Linked DNA regions of Mus musculus: region 2 is linked to region 1. Evidence: chromatin contacts called from public ChIA-PET data. All regions are on one chromosome and are shown on one strand. Each heading gives the region's core, a stretch centred on a gene start, on an enhancer-like site or on the middle of the called end of the contact. The rest is flanking DNA. Distances are from core to core; before and after follow the strand shown. Region 1 overlaps Ncoa2 (nuclear receptor coactivator 2). Region 2 has its middle 73 kb from the start of Gm39595.

Region 1 (2,700 bases), core at 94-2,593:
TCCTGGGCAATATCTAACACAAAAGTTTACACACACAGACTTTTTAGAATTGAGCTAATGTTTAAGATTTAAGTCCTATGTCTACGGTTACAAATAATATCAAGTAGGAGCTGTATAGGCAACTGATCTTTTTCCCTTGAGACAGGGCCTTGTTCAGCTCAGTCAGGCCTCAGACTTGCTAAGGAGCTGAGGATGCTGAACTCTTGCCTGGACCTCCCAAGGCTCAGGATTCTAAGTGTGTACATCAATATGTAGTAACAAGTTTCCTGATGATTCATTCATCATACATACAACTCATGACTTCAGGTGCAGCATCCTGTAGGTGTCAATGTGTTCGAGTGTACCACTACCACATCAACTCAGGCACTTTCACTTACCTGAAGAGGAAGCCCTTGTCTCAGGACTCACTTCCTGCCTCCTTCCAGGCCTTCAGCTATAGGCAGCTATGATGAAGGTTTTGTGGAGTGTACACAAAAAATTCATTTCCGTGACATGTGAACTGCCTCCAGCTAGAATGCTAGAGATGCTTGGGTGCTGTGTCATGTTCTTGAGTGGTCGCACTATCAATGAGGCTGAGGGAGACGCTGACTTCACAGCCTGCCTGAGGGCATTAGTGGTTTAGGATGACCACATAGAGGCTGTACAACCAAACTATTTCGTTGCCTTTAAACTACCATATACATGCATATATATGTGACATTTTATATATGTGGCATTTATAATGTGACATTTTAATGTATTTTGCTTCCAAATTAAAATTAGGTAATCAGTCCATGATTTAACAGGGTTTTAGCAAATGCCATTGAGGACTGCACATCCTGAAGGACCACGGGGTAAGGGCAGCAGGGAAGGAGCCTTACCTATGTTCATGACCTGAGACTGAAGCATCTGTCTTTGGCCAGGCTGGCTGTTGGCTCGCATGGGGATGCTGGCTGTTGGGTTCCGAATCATGCCTCCTTGGACTGGTCGGTTCATGGCACCAGTGGTAGCAGCACAAGTGACTCTCACAGCTGGACTCTGTGGTGCCCATTCCCCAGAAGGCATGCTGGGCCGGGAAGTGCTGCTGCCAATCATTCCTGCATCCAAGACAGAGGAAACTGAGAGACGCAGACATTGAAAACAGCATATGCACGCATGCCAGACCTACCTACAAGACTCAGACCATGACTGTAACCTGCAGTTGGCTCAACAGCAAACACTCCCCCAGGGCAGATGTGGGCCCTGGGCTAAGAACTAAGAGTTGGTGATTACTACAGTTTTCACAGCATGCATCTGCTCAGAAGAGCTGTTAAAACTGTTCCCATATGTACTTATTAGAACAGGCACTGCGGCAAGTGGATAACCCCAACTTCCTTCCTCAGGAAGTGAATCACATTAGCTGACGTATACGTCAGAGCTCTACTTTCCAAAAGGGAGGTGAGATGAGGTAAGGTGAGGAGGAACAAGGTAAGAACTGATAATCAATCCCAAAATTATCGACCCCAGTCAGAGACTATCCTGCAAAGCTTTTGCGAGAGAGAGCTGAGCATCCTCATCCTTTCAGGGGGTCGGCGCCTGCTACACTTCTGGAGCATGCAGACATGTTCGCTGGGTGACCATCAAGTGAAGCTGCCCCACCACAGGCATACGTCTGCATGGACAGGATACTTCAGCAACAACTTCCATCAAAAAAAAAAATTTAGTAAATTTCAAAATTTACCAAGGGTAGCCTCTAAGCACTCAGGAAGTTAAAGACTTTCCTGACACAGTGCCTGAGCAAAGGGTCCCACCCTCCTGAAGCACTGCATTCCAGGCCACACCGATGCAGAATGGGCTAGCAGAGGCGTGAGGGAAATCTACACTTGGCATCTGATCACACGGAACAATGAGAACTCAACATGACCAGGCAGGACTCAGGGTCTGTTCTATTAGTGTCCAGGCTCTAGGTGACGGCAGTGGCCAAACACTGCCTAAGACATACTGAAGAAGAAGCCTCAGAAACATCTCTTTGTTCTGAAACGTGATACAGGGGATATAAAGATTTGCTTTCAAATTTATGGCTTGCTTTAGATTACTTTATTTCGGTTAAGCAAATTTGGTATAATGAACATGTAGATGGAACATGGGTGTTTCCTCATGTGTGAAATGAGGGATGTGCTGAGATGTTAAAAGGAGAAGGGTGATTAGTTAGGGTTAAAAACTGCAATATTAAGACATATTTAAAACCATTTATATTTTATCTATAAGTGGATAAGTGGAAAGGCATTTTAGTTTCAAAACAACCTATTTAAATAGCATAATAAGACGAGAGGAGGAGGGTGAAGTCACCTGAAACTCAACAGTATCAGTGCAGCAAGAATGGACACTGTTCCCTATGGTGCTGGTCTTTATACCATGTGATCCTGACAGCCTGGGCACTACTAGGTTCTGGGACATGCAGAGGCCGTCCCCATGGTCCCAAGGTCCTATACAAGACTTCAACAGTGTAAGCATTGTATTCACCGATAGGGAGCGACTCCTAGTCACTCATCTGCTACTTTTCTTTAAAGAGTTTCTCATCACCAATATATCTATGAGTCGTGCTTTTATTTAAGAGTAATGGAGTGAATATGGCACTGTTTTCAGGGATCTGTAATTTAATGAGGGAGTCAGTACAGGTGTGTAATTAGGCAGGGGTGAGTATCTGTTGAATGAATAAACCGACACACTATAGCTCACACT
Region 2 (2,700 bases), core at 95-2,594, 330 kb after region 1:
TGGATTATATATTAAAAAACAAAAAAATTTTTACTCTTTTTGGAGACAGAACTTAGCTATGCAGCTCAAGCTAGCCAGCTCCAATGGGAAAGTCTCTCGTGTGATTGCAAGCAAGTCTGTGCCACTCCTGGCATAGCTTACATTTTAATGATAAATCATTATGGAGATTTTGATCTATTTTATTACCACCATTCTGCTTGCTGCTCTATAAAACAGGAATGATAATATCATTGACAAGAGTCTTGCTGAAGATGAAAAACTCTTGTCGGAAGGGTTTACACCGTGTCTGACATAGAGACAGACACAATAAACATCAATTCCTATTAATAGCTTTTTCAGGTGAAGAAATTAAGGCAGGAAGATGGAATGACAAACATTTATGGACATCGTCCAGGAAACACTGGCTCTTGTCTCTCACATGCCGGCTCTTCCCTCACACCAGCTTCCCTCAGGAGCACCTGATATACTAGAACAGCCCCCTGCAGCCAAGTCTCTTCATCACACTGAAGGATTTCAAAAGATTACAGAATGATGCTTGCAGCTGCTGACTAGGAATCCGGGAGCATGTGTGCTTCCTAAGTGTGCTGGAGGATTACAAAACTGTTTGGGGATTTTTTTTTTTTTTGGACACCTTTTTTTTCCCATAGATTCTTCTTACACATTAAGATAACCATGTCACTCACAGTGGCCATGCAAAGAATCTTGTCTTCAATCAGCTCATTAAGGTAACTTTGGAAGGGAACGTTGCCAGCTCCCTCAAACACATGGCAAATGGACAGTAAAGGAAACAGTGAATTACTTCCATACGGCTCAAAGCAATGTGAAACAGTTTTGATTAATAACACATTCACTATAATAAAATTGCTTCCAAATCTGCCAGAGGACACCAACTTATCTGCTACATCTATTTCCAATTTGATTTTTCACTGTTTTGACTTAAAAAAAAAAAAGTACACTCACAACTGGTTCATTTGAAAAATGGTCTTTCCAGGGCAATTACTTGCTCCTACTTGCCTGTGCTAGCCCACAAAGAGCTGCTCCGAAGCTGATTTTACAACCAACTGCTAAGACATAAGCCCCAAACATTCAAAAGATGGCTTTTACTGCCTCAATCATTAATAAGTCATCTGCATATCCAAGTACGGGAGTAAGCATCAAAATGCTCCGTGTCCTTCTGCGCATGTCTCAACCTTGAGCCAGGTAGGTTAGGTCGTATCTTAAATTCTTTTCAAAGGGCTTTCATTGCTGTATAAAGGCTCAAATGAGCACCCCAGCGGTCAAGTTTCATTGTCTGGGAGCCGCGAGCACAGGTTGTTGCAGTCTGGTCACTCGGAGGAGGTCCCAGAAACCTACCCAACCCCAACCGGAAGCAGAAGCGGTGCTCCCTCTCCCTTCAAGAGCTTCTCTCCCCACCCCCTGCTTTTTAAAAAGGAGATAAAAATGAAAAGCTGACTGTCCTTTACTCTGCATTTTAAAGTGTCTGTGGGTATAACAAAACCATCTGCCACCTCTGTCCCTTACTGCCTGGAAGGATTCCCACCAACTTCTGCGAAAAGGCGGAAAAGGCGGCTAATCTCACAGTAATCTGCTAATCACGTTGTAATCAGTACTCCCAGGGGCTAAAGGTCTTCGGTTTCATGTTCTTGTGAGACAGCAGTTAGTAAGCCCTAAATCTTGGGTTTAATTCTTCTTAGCTTCCTAATTATTTCCTGAGACAAAGGCAGGCACTCTCCCAATAGAAGAATCCGGAGCTCTCTGGTTTGAGCTAGCACAAGAGATCACACTCATCCCAGAGTGAAATTTCTGATATCTTAACCATAACTTTCAATTTTGGATAATAAAAATAGATCTTTTTCTTTCCCAAAAACTTCTTCCCCTCCTCCTCTTCCTCTATTTGCTTATCCTTTACTTTCTTTTCCTTTTTTCTCCAATGATTTTTAAATTTCAGATTTATTTTATTTTATGTATGAATTTTGCCTACACATACATGTATGTGCACTGCATGCGTGTCTGCTGCCAGAAGAGATCAGAAAAGAGTCTCAGATGCCCTGGAATTGGAGTTAGAGATGGCTGGAAGCCACCACGTGGGTGTTGGCACCTGGACTCAGGTCTACTGGAAGAGCAACAATTGCTCTTAACAGATGAGCCACCTCTCTGGTCCCTCTTATTCTTTTCTTTAACCTGTTTATTTGCTTGTTTGTTTTTGCCTCAGCTTCACTTGCTGTTTAGCAACTTTGCTGCAAGGAGCAGCTTGTCCCCTGTGTGTCCTTAGAGTCTTGTTTTCTGACCCCATACTTTTCTTCCTAGTTTTGTGTGTCAAATCAAGGAAATTCTTCTGTAGTCCTAAGTTTTGTTTTGTTTTTTCAAGACAAGGTCTCTCTGTAGTCCTGGCTGTCCTAGAACTCACTTTGTAGACCAGACTGGACTCAAACTCAACAAAGATCCACCTCTCTGGGATTTACTCCTGCTAGGATCAAAGGTGTGCACCACCACTGACTGACTCTGCAGCCCTAATTTGGCTTCAAACATAAATGACTTGGATTTGGTTGAATGCTTTTTTTCTGCATCGATTAATATCATCATATGATTTATTTTAGTCTGATGGAATAAACTGATTTTCATCCTCTTGTGTTCTCTGGTATAATAGCTAATTTTTTCTTCATCACTTTGTCATTTCTTCTTCCTTTCCTTTTTTTGGTT

Evidence for each region. ChIA-PET counts read pairs in DNA pulled down with a chosen protein or histone mark.
Region 2: an RNA polymerase II ChIA-PET map of memory CD8 T cells shows a contact between it and region 1, with 88 read pairs. The contact joins two enhancer-like sites. A contact is called at or near these places in 4 of 15 datasets of contacts at CTCF or cohesin (the G1E-ER4 cell line, large pre-B cells, pro-B cells and 1 more), 31 of 484 Hi-C or Micro-C datasets (the AtT-20 cell line, B cells, the BV-2 cell line and 18 more), 8 of 115 datasets of contacts at active chromatin or transcription factors (T-cell acute lymphoblastic leukemia, Th17 cells, bone marrow-derived macrophages and 4 more) and 3 of 9 other capture datasets (adipose tissue, liver and pancreatic islet).

The regions. Positions count from the first base shown.
Region 1 is chr1:13,161,213-13,163,912 of GRCm38.p6, forward strand. It overlaps Ncoa2 (nuclear receptor coactivator 2), which reads right to left. Exons shown (of 23, transcript NM_008678.3): 14 at 861-1,076. Among named protein-coding and RNA genes, the nearest start is that of Prdm14, 35 kb to the left of the region's middle. Within about 2 kb of position 1,344, at least 74 of the 459 cell types and tissues checked have an H3K27ac peak or open chromatin away from gene starts, as enhancers often do. A contact at or near this core is called in CD8 T cells, Th1 cells, memory CD8 T cells and 1 more, where this site is marked.
Region 2 is chr1:13,493,602-13,496,301 of GRCm38.p6, forward strand. No RefSeq gene overlaps it. Among named protein-coding and RNA genes, the nearest start is that of Gm39595, 73 kb to the left of the region's middle. Within about 2 kb of position 1,345, at least 21 of the 459 cell types and tissues checked have an H3K27ac peak or open chromatin away from gene starts, as enhancers often do. A contact at or near this core is called in CD8 T cells, Th1 cells, memory CD8 T cells and 1 more, where this site is marked.